2 separate regions of the Ovis aries genome follow, and region 2 is linked to region 1. A link is a contact called in public Hi-C data. All regions are on one chromosome and are shown on one strand. Each heading gives the region's core, a stretch centred on a gene start, on an enhancer-like site or on the middle of the called end of the contact. The rest is flanking DNA. Distances are from core to core; before and after follow the strand shown.

The links. A called contact is a pair of places that touch in the nucleus more often than the background predicts.
Region 2: a Hi-C map of liver shows a contact between it and region 1, with 3 times the contacts expected there. The contact joins the promoter of TOMM5 here to the promoter of SLC25A51 in region 1. A contact is called at or near these places in 4 of 16 Hi-C or Micro-C datasets (hypothalamus, liver, muscle and 1 more).

Annotation. Positions count from the first base shown.
Region 1 is chr2:50,872,714-50,878,294 of ARS-UI_Ramb_v3.0, reverse strand. SLC25A51 (solute carrier family 25 member 51) reads right to left here and starts at 3,172. Exons shown (of 3, transcript XR_009599199.1): 1 at 2,501-3,172. LOC132659163 (a long non-coding RNA gene) reads left to right here and starts at 2,235. Exons shown (of 2, transcript XR_009599201.1): 1 at 2,235-2,324.
Region 2 is chr2:51,174,090-51,179,670 of ARS-UI_Ramb_v3.0, reverse strand. It overlaps TOMM5 (translocase of outer mitochondrial membrane 5), which reads right to left and starts at 2,191. Exons shown (of 2, transcript XM_060409289.1): 1 at 1,988-2,191. The coding sequence starts at 2,108.

The DNA.
Region 1 (5,581 bases), core at 1,923-4,422:
GACCACAGTGGGACACTGGTCATGGATGTACACAAGCCTGAAGTATCCAGGCTCCAAAACAGTCTCGCCACAGAAAGAAAATAAAACACAGACTTTTCAAAGTGGCCATCTTTCTGCCGGATCATACTGAGATACAGAGTGAGGGGGAAAGAAACTGAGGTCTTAAAATGAAGCCAGAAATGTTAAAATGTCCCTGTTTTGTTCTGAACTTTTAGTCCATCCAGGAGAAACAGGATTTTCCAGCACAGATATAAGAAACTGCAGATCTGGTATCTAGCTGGGGCCTCCCTGACCTGCTGATTGCACTATTTCGACTTTTTTTCTGGAAAAGCACTTTTGATAAAAGCTGTATCCACTTCCTCCTTCACACCAAAAGTAATTTATATAGTGCTGGCATTGTGCTGTGGAGTATTTGAAGACTTAATTTTAAACCTGTTAGCCTGTTTCTGACTGTGCTAACTCCCCTTTCAACAGAGGCCTCCCTTGATTTAGGATATGATCTGCATGCACGACAGCTGTCCTTCACACACAACTTTTCCAGGTAGGCATAAATCTGGCTTTGGGAGAACTGGGAAAAAACAACACAGTTTTTTAATTTGTTTAAAACAGATCTTCTGTTACATTTTGCGCTCTTAACGAACTAAAGGCGTCAACAGCATTTTTAGTTAAAGAAAATCTGTCCTATAGACGCTTGAGAAGTTTGCCAGGGCACAGAGTTTGATAATTATTAATCCATCAGTCTTCTATATCCTTTCTTCTTATCGTTTCAGCTGTCAGACATGAGTTCAAACTCTTACTAGTACTACACTTGTCAATCTAAGATTAACCAATATTTTAAAAACAACTTAGCACAGAAATACTTTATATCCATGTAATGCTTTGCTATTCTTCAGTTTCAGGAATAACCAATGTTAAAATCAACAAAAACATCCAGATTCATGTATGTTATTATGCCATTAACACAGTGACAATTTGTAAATGTAAAAAAATTTCATTTTTACATACAAAACACATAACAATCTAAATTATAAAGTCACAACCTACAAGCTATTTAACAATATACATCCTTGATAACACAAACCAAGATACTTGTACACCTGAACAACAAAATTTTGTTCATGTTCACTCTTACTTACTGGAATGGTACTTGCATTACGTTACAAAATTTTGCAAATGAAAGTACTTCAACTAGTTTTGTCATGACTCTTTGGGTCTGTTATTAAACAAACAGAAAACTGTGGCTAACAGAAGCCAGTCATTTCTTAAGGACTACTGTACTGAATTATTTTAAGAAATCTGAAGAACATGTGTACATTTAGGGTTTCAGATTTTTAAAAAATAAGCCTGGCCTTAGGAAAAAGGAATATAATGAAATCTTTCCAGACGTCATAGATTTACAGCTTTTCCCCTCATTTCATCCTACACACCAGGATAGTGTGAACAGGTTCTCAATTTAGCAACAGAAGGAAGGCTAGTGTGCAGGATATTCTTCTGTAGCAAAATTTAAAATTTTGTATGTTTATCTAGAGTGTGAACATGACTAAGTTTCTTTGCTAAACTGATCTGTATATTTAAATTCTTTAACACAAATAATTCTTTGCAATTTATTGCAAAACTTATTTGCCATAATTTTACATTTGTTTCCTACCTAAAACACTCAACCTATGTCAACATTAGGAAACAAAGTTAATTAAGCTGACTTTCATTAAACTCCAAGAGTCAATCAAACTTCTGCGGCAGAAGAAAACAGTGTAAAGTCTAAATGCTCACTGTAATTTACAGCCCACGGGATAAGACCGAGATGTGAGCCAGCACAAAGGTCTTTGTGCAAAAACTGGGGAGAAAACAACTGTAATTCTCAAAGGATGTTGACTCCCACAAGTCAGCAGGTCTGAGTCAGCATTCAGAGCAAGATTAATCTGGGTTCTAGTCCTAGTTAGGACACTATCTTGCTACTATAAATACAAAGCAATGTCTATAATTTAAAAATTCCACTTCTCTAGGCTAACTTTAATCTACCAAAGGAGAGACCAGATAAATCCACTGCCTGTTAAAGGTAACAGCTTGTGATCTTTCCCTGGGATGCACTCGAGGTGACTCCAGATCCAAAGCGCCTAACCTGTGCTCTAGAACCACTAGCGGGCCCAACCAGTACTGACATCTTTTGATTTTATGGAATTCTTCAAAACAAGGGCACTACAGAGTTACTTTAAGGGCTTCTGTTTCACTGCTTGCAGGTGGGGATTAAGACCAGATGTGCACAGCTGTAAGTGGCAAAAAAGAAAAGCGTAAATACTGCTGAGGCATCGACACGCTCCACCTAGGTAAGCTACTAGATAAGCTTAGTAATTGGTACAGAGATGTTCAATTCACAACAATGCCCACCCCCACTTCCCTACCATCACGGTAAAAAACCAGCCTAGTACAACGGAGTTTCTCGCAACGCGAAGCAACATGGTGTCGCAGAACAAGCATTGTTTGGCAGGGTAGCTGAACTTACCGCTCCCCTGGCGTCCATTTCCCCGGTCTGTGGTTAAGTGGGAGGGGAGGGGAGTGGACCGGATCTTCCAGGCCTCTCCAGTCCCTGACATTCAACGGAACCAGAGGTCCTGGAACCCCAGGCCCCGCGATAGCAGGGGCCCTTCAGAGGTCCCAGCGCCGCTCTCCCGGGACTCAGGCAAAGCCCGGCCCCTCCCCGCCCAGCTCTCAGGGCTCGCCGGGAGGCACCTCCCCGCCCGGGGCGCGCCCAGATGAACGCAGAGCCTCCTCTGCCGAAAAGGCTCTTCCCAGCAGCCAGACGGCGCCCTCGGCCCGGAAAAGCCCGGTGGCGGGCGGCAGGGCAGGGAGCGTAGAGCTGGCCCCGGCGACTGCGGACCCCACCCGGGATGGCGCGCGCGGGAACAGCGGGGCGCACCGAGGGGAGGCAGCGCGCGCGCGCGCGGAAGGGGGTGGGCGCCGAGCAACCGAGCCAGAGGGCCGGGCAGACGGCCTCCTCAGAGCCTCCTTCGTGCTTCCACTCACGCACTCCACGCGGAGGTCGGGGGAACCCCGTGATTTCCTTTCGCCTGCCTCCCCACTCACCCATCGCCGCGGGCGCCCGGCTTCCACGCCCGGTAGCGGCCCGCCAGCAGGTTGGTGAGCCTGCGAGCCGGCGCAGGCGCAGACCTTGACCGACCCGGAGCTCTGGGCGGAGCGTGACGCGGTCGACGCCGCCGAGCCCGGTCACGTGAGGGAGACGCGGCCGCACCGCCTCTCGGTAATCCCGCGGAGGGTCAGGTGATGCCGCCCAAGTCCTGGCAGCGGTTTGCCGCCGCAGGGCAGGTGTAGGATCACCCATCACACCTGTCGTCAGGCTTTGGGATTCCGCTTGCTGGAATAGCGTACCCTTGGTGTATGGTGGCCTTGCGGTGCCACGAACAGCCAACGCTTTTGCTAGTGCACAGCCTGTGGGAGGACCACTGGGAATCGACAGTTGTGGATGGCAAGCTTGCACGTGGGCCTAGGCCTTCCAAGTCCCCATTTCACTACCCTTTGTATCATTGGTTAGATTTCATCAAATGCTTGGAGTTGCCTTTTGTCAGCTACTGATACTGCAGTTCACAAAACACCTTTAGAATATATAAATGTGTGTGCTCTAAAATAACAGATTATTTAAAAGCCCTGTTTCCTTCAATTTCAGACAACTTGCACGTCTCAGACTCCACTGCACTTGGAGTTAGGAGGCCTAGGTCAAATCATAGCGATCCTGAGCCCCAGACCTCTGAAAAGTAACACCTGCCTTGCATGCATCCCTTGGCCTTTGTAAGAATCACTGGGAATAATGATCTGACTCTTATCAACTGGAAGGCACACAGATGTGAGGGACCGAAGGAATTGGAAAGGTCAGCCTGGGAGCGAGGTCCTCTGGAGGATCATCAAGTATGTGATGGCTTACCAGGTGGCTCGTTGCTAAAGAATCTACCTGCCAATGTAGGAGGTGCAAGAGACACTGGTTCCATCCCTGGGTGAGGAAGGTCCCCTGGTGTATCTCTGGGTCAGGAAGATCCCCTGGAGTAGGAAATGAAAACCCACTCCAGTATTCTTGCCTGGAAAATTCCATGGACAGAGGAGCCTGGTGGGCTACAGTCCATAGGGTCCCAAAAAAGAGTAACACACAACTTAAAACTAAACAATAACAACATGCTCTTTACTTGGGGTTCGTCCAATAAGCAACTCCACTGGAGTGAAACAGGTTGGGTGGCTCTCCCTGGGCATTTCCCCTGAGAGCACTTTGTAGATACTGACTGCTTGAGCTGTATTGGACGAACCCCAATAAGCAACTCCACTGGAGTGAAACAGGGTGGGTGGCTCTCCCTGGGCATTTCCCCTGAGAGCACTTTGTAGATACTGTTTTCTCTTGGGGGAGCTTAGAGTGCAGTGAAGGCTGTAAAAGCAAAAACTCGGAAAATTCAGAAGCATGAGGGGCCTTTCCCCTTAAGAGAGAACCAGGGATGGCTTCATAGAGGAGGCAGTCATCTGGGCCTTGGAGGATGAATGAGTGGAATTTGGACTAGTGAGGAAAGTCATAGCAGAAGGTAAAATTATAAAGGTCAGGTGGTGGGGTCTGATACTGCAAACCTTGACAGTCAGATGCAGGCACCTGGCATCTAACCAGTGTGCAGAGATAGATTTCGGGCTCCACAGATAATGACAAAGCCATTCTGTACCTTGGAATCATTAAAATCAGGCAACAGTTGGGGAAAGGCATTTATGCCAGAATTATGTTTGCCCTGTCTTGTGTGAATTCCTATTCAGATGAATTATTTGAAAAATAAATAAATTAGGCAGGCACCCAGAGTATTCATAGTATAAATAATTCATTTCTGATTAGAATGGAGAGGTTATTCTCCTGTGGTAAAGCCTGAAGAGGAGGCAAAAATGGAAACTAAACACACAGCTCGGTCACAACAGACTCAAAAGAGGGGGGAATCCCCTCAAAAGACGGCAGTGTCGACAGGAACACTCAGGTCTGCAGCTAAGCCAGTCTGTTTCTTTTATGCAGCAGGTCACAGCGCTGGCCTCTCCCCGACCGGTTCTTAGTTCCTTGTCAGAAACCTCCCAGATCCTTAATTGGCTATTCTTGGACATATGAATGTTGAAGGTCAAAAGCCTCTATCATCTGATTCAGGATTCATCATAAAGTTATCCTTTCATTTCTCTGTCCTCATCCACCCATTGTTGTATTCTTTCTTCAGCCTCTTAAAGTGTTCTCTATACCTCCAGCTTCCACAGCATCTGTCAGATAACATCCTCTAACCGAGTGTTTTTTTTTCAGGTTGCAAATAGTAAGCATTTAATGGTTTTCTTTTATTTATTTGGATGATATTTTATGTTATTTTGTCTGATTGGAGAAAGTGAAAGTCGCTCAGTCATGTCCAACTCTTTGCAAGCCCATGGACTGTACAGTCCATGGAAATTTCCAGGCTAGAATACTGGAGTGGGTAGCCTTTCCCTTCAGGGGATCTTCCCAAACCAGGGATCAAACTCAGGTTTCCCGCATAGCAGGTGGATTCTTTACCAGCTGAGCCACAAGGGAAGGCCA
Region 2 (5,581 bases), core at 942-3,441, 300 kb before region 1:
AATACATTAAATACTTAAAACCCCAATTCTTATCAGAAAAAAAAGTAACAGTCATCCAAAGAATGGATCAACTGTGGTATATCCATACAATGGAATAGTATTTGGCAATAAAAAGGAAATACTGATACATGCTACAGTATGGACAAACCTTGAAAACATTATGCTAGACATGGTCATATACTGTACAGTTCCATTTATAAAAAGTATCTGGAATAGGGAAACCTCTAAAGACAAAAAGTCCCTTAGTGGTTGCCAGGGGCTAGGGAAGGGGGAAAATGGGAGAATGACACCTAATGGGCATGGTGTTTCTTTCAGAAGGGAAGAAAATGTTTTAAAATAGATTGTGGTGATGGTTGCACAACTCTTGACTACACAAAGAACCAATGAACTGTATACTTTAAATGGGTTAAGTGGATAACATGCAAATTACATCTCAATTTAAAAAGTGGTAAGGCTTCCCTCGGGGCTCAGAGGTTAAAGTGTCTGCCTGCAATGCGGGAGACCTGGGTTCAATCCCTAGGTTGGGAAGATCCCCTGGAGAAGGAAATGGCAACCCACTCCAGTATTCTTGCCTGGAGAATCCCATGAACGCAGGAGCCTGGTGGGCTCACAAAGAGTCGGACACGACTGAGCGACTTCACTGTCACTTTCAAGGATCAGTATTCTCTTTTGTTTTGTTTTTAAACTGATTCGTCTCAAACACAAAGGTCATTGAAAAGCAGCAAATGTTTCACTGGCAACTAAGTCAACCAAAAAAAAAGGCAAGAGGAGGAAATTAGTCAAGTTGAGAGTTGCAAGCTGTTGAAGGAGCAAAATGACGGTAGTTTCCGTTTTCCAAGGGCTCCCTCTCCTGGGGAAGCAGAGTAACACCACACACAGTGAAGGACAGAGTAAAAGAGACCCGACCTCAAGAACTCTGGCCTTAGGCCTAACATGAGCCTTACACAAGATGACCGTGGTATGGTCGCCATTTATCTGAATCAACTCTTCCTCTCTATCCAGACCTATCAATAATACAGAACAAGGAACAATGAAAAAGTATACTGAACTAGAAATCTAGCAACAGGGGCAATTCACTTCTGAGATTCCTATCAGTAAAACCAGAGCACTGATCTATAAAACTGTATCTAGCTCCAGTACTGTGTGCCTATAATTCTACTACTTGGCGAAAGTCCCTTCTGAAAATGGAGTTCTTATTTGCAAAGAGGATATACAGAGACTTAGGCCAAAATCAGGCAATGCAAATATTTTCTACCAAACGTAAAAATCAAATAAATGTTCAGGTATTACCATTAACTCTATCGATCCTTTCTTCTTCTAAAAAAAAAAAAAAGAAAAAGTAATCACCTATTTCACTCTCTTTACAAATAAAAGGAACAAAATCTAGATTTTAAAGGTTAGCACTAATGGAAGGAAACTTGGCAGTCAGTTAAGAACTCTCGATTCTAGGTCAAGATCATTCACTGAATCGCTGAATGACCTTGAGCCAGCTATTGCTCCACTCTAGATACCAGCTTTTCTGTTTGCAAAACGAGGGGCTTGCTCCTGGGGATTAAGTTAGTTTTGTTTAGTTGCCAAGTCTCATCCGACTCTTTGCGACCCCATATACTTTAGCTCTCTGTCCATGTGACTTCCCAGGCAAGAATACTGGAGTGGGTTCCCATATCCTTCTCCAAGGGATCTTCGCGACCCCAGGGATCGCACCCGCAAACCTTAGAGGCTCTTTCAACTCAATCGTCCTTAAGGAGGGGCTGAGTGATTAACCTCGTGGTCCGGCTCGCCGCGTGCACTTGGTACCCCCACCCTGACCCGTAAATCCTAAGCCTTGCCCGCTTGCGCCCGCCGCCCTCAGCGTGCACAGCTCTTGTTCCTCACAACTGCTTAGCTCTTGCTCCAAGGCCCCCACAAGGCCGGTGGGACCAGAGCCGGGTGGGCAGGTGGCGGCGAGCTCCCTGCGTCTCGCGGCCACAGCCCGGAGGGTACTTACTGACTCGCAACAGGGCCACATAGATGAGGAAGTTCCGTATGGAGGAGATCACATCCTCGCGCATCTTCCGTTTCATCTCCTCTGGGTCCAGCTTCGGCGCAAGGCCTTCGATCCGGAACATCTCAGCTCTCGCTAACGGCTCCCAGCTGCCAACCTCTCGGATCTTCTCCGCAGCCTCCCGGCGCCCGGAATTCGGCCCAACCCATTTCCTGTTCCCGCCCCTCATTTTTACGCGTGGCGACGAGAGCCTGCGAAGGACAAACTTCCTCCTTAAATTGAGCTGTTCTGAAGGAGGGTGGCCTGAAGAGGGTGCTCGCAGTCTTAGCGACGCAGGACTCCTGTTCTTCCAGGCCTTTTGTTTAACAACCTCTGTCCTGAACCGGGTGCGCGTAGCTGAAGGGGGAGGAGGTGTGCATAGGTACCATCATAAATAGTAATAGTACGGAATACTCAGTACAGTGCTACCCCATGAATTTGATGTTATAATCTTCATTTCCTAGATGAGAAAACTGACGCACAGAGATCTTTAAAACAACAGCTTGCCCAAATGTGTTTTAAAATACCTCGGAGCGGGGGAAGTGTTGGGAGAGATGAAAGGATATTAGCAAAATACTGAAAATTACTTAAGCTGGTGATAGTGTATCACTTTAGTTAATCCCGGCCTTCTATTTTGAGTATTTTTGAACTTTTTAATGATAAATAAAAGATAAAAATGATGAAACTTGCTCAAGATTACACAACTGATTAGTTGCTGAGCAGGGTTTTACACCTAGTTAGACTGGTAGGATCCCAGACACAGAGTGTTTAACATTTTCCATATTATTGTTGTCTTCTCATTTCTGGAGTTAACCGATCATCAAATTATGGTATTGGTCCAATACCATAATTTGATAGTATTGTCAAAGTATAGTATTGGACCAATAATAACTTATATATGAATCAAGTTTATATCTGTTCAACATCTTACAGATTTACAGATTACGGGAGAGGCTTAGAAACCACCAGTATTAAAGTCGGTCTGCTGGTGATGGACAGAGACAAGGTTCTAATGCAAATAATTATAATGTCAAGTTGAATTCTCTTTCCTGTGAACTCTGTTGTTCCTCTGTTAGTCGTATTAGCCATTAGCTGCTTAGATGGACATCTCTGGGGCCAGAAGGAAGGAATTTAATGCAGCCAGATTTCCTGTCGAAGAATCATCAAACAGTTGTTAGAAGGATGCTGCCCCAAATTATGCACGCCAATCAGCCATATATATAATTCTTAGACACGAACCAGATGACTGAACTGGTCACATATTTCAAAACCAGAATGCTCCTTCTTCAGTGTGCTATGCACAATGCATAGTGACAGTGGATTTTAGATGAATTAGAACAAGAATTTAACTATCGGAGGAACTGATAACTCTAAGTGTTGCCGACCGACCACCTTCCTGATTGACAGAATGGGTCGAGAAAGGGAACTCATCTGCCTATTTAGGCTTTAGTAATTTCTTGCATCTATAATTCATGCAATGGAAGAGCAGAGGCAGCTCTGAAATGGGAGGGGCTGACTCCCAAGGAAGAGCTCCACCTCACCCTTTGAGAGTGTTTAGAAAGCCTGCAGTGATGCTGGAAAGTAGCAGGTGCTGTGGAAAGAGCTTGAACCGGAAGACTGGAGACATAGCCTTCAGATCTGGCACTACCATTATCTAGCCATGTGCTGCTGCTGCTGCTGCTAAGTCGCTTCAGCTGTGTCCGACTCTGTGCGACCCATAGACGGCAGCCCAGCAGGCTCCCCCGTCCCTGGGATTCTCCAGGCAAGAACACTGGAGTGTGTTGCCATGTCCTTCTCCAATGCATGAAAGTGAAAAGTGAAAGTGAAGTCACTCAGTCGTGTCCGACTCTTAGCGACCCCATGGACTGCAGCCCACCAGGCTCCTCCGTCCATGGGATTTTCCAGGCAAGAGTACTGGAGTCGGGTGCCATTGCCTTCTCCTAGCCATGTGAGGAGGGACAAGACTCTGTTCCACTGCAGCTGTGTTTCTTCAGTTATAAAGAGAGGAGATATGATTCAATTCTCTTGAGAGTCCCTTTCGCTTCTAACAGTCTGTGCATTTGAATTCTAATTATATCATCTAGGGTGTTCTGGTCTGGAGGGTATGGACATCAAAATATTATCAGATGTGGTGAGCTATCAGAATGGCCAATGTGTGTGTTTCCCATGGTAGGAAGAATATAGCATCCCACATCCGGATTGGAAAGGGGTGAGTTCTTAAGTGATTCCAGTAACTTGGGTCTCTAATGCTGACTGAATTTAGATAAACCGTTCTCATATGGAACTACCCATTTTTTTCTTTGCTAAGGTGCTCTTGAGTAACTTCCCTGGATTCATAGGGAACCAAAGAGGGGGGAAATTAATAGAAAATCATGCTTCTTCGTGAAAAAGAACAGATTGTTAGCATTTGCGTTTTATTCATCCAAGGTTTATTTGATGATATGGTAATTCGTGGCTGATTTGTTAAAGGACAGTGTTACTCTCATGACAGTTCTCTTCCAAAGGTCTGGTGCTTGCCTTCTTGTAGACAGGAAAGTAGTGGGTGGCAATATGGCGCAGCTGTGTCTTGGGGTGAGGAACTGGTTCTGGATGCAGGCTGGAAGGTGAACAGTTCCTGTCTCAGAAACGTTCATCCTGGTTAACTCTCTCCCCTTTGCATGGCTCCTCTAGTTGTAATGGAGGAAACAGTAAAAGAGGTTTGGCTATTTGTTTTTTCTTTTCATGGTTTTTATTTTTTTGGCTTGTTTGTTTGGTATGTAAGTGGTGGTATTGTCCAATTATGGTTGACATAGGTGAGGTAAATTGAGAGACCATGCTTCAGGAAGTTAATACTGGAATTAGCTTTTTCACATCTTGGACCTCTCATTTTGTTCCTCATTGAAATGATGAGGGACTTGAGTCAAATCTTTAAAGTCACTTGCAGTTCTAAAATGCTGAAATTCTGTGTCTGTCTTTCCTGTTCTTTCTTTATAATCTTGCATGAAAGGCTAAAAGCAAAGAATTCCCTGTGCTTTGCCACAGAAGGCAAAAATAAAAAGTATGCGCACATAATTTAATATTGATATTTGTGTTATTTAGTCTGATCAAATGGTAGTTGATGTCACAACCTGTCTTGTTTTTCATTTCAACCCCAGGAGGGTTTCAAGAGCTATTTCCTTTGCCTCAGCTTCCCAGATGGTACTGCACACAAGCATTCATTGTGTACAGACTACCCATAAAATAATTAACCTTAATTTCTATCACTGGGGAGGAATTTGTATTTGCAAAGTCAGAGATGTGAGATGACTCATGATTGGGAAATAATTCCAGCATATAATCACAGGAACTTTGTGGTTTCTAGTTTATAGAGGATGTGTAGTTTTCACATATTGAACCTACAGCCCCTTCAGATGAGAAAACTGAGGTCCAGAGGGAAGCTAGTTAGAGGCAGAGCTGGCTGGGGCTGGGGTAGGAGTCTGTGCTCTCAAATATACATACACATTTTGTGTGTGCATGTATGTGTGCACTTCTTTATATATCTATTTTTTACCAAAATGGATAACATGGTATATACTATTT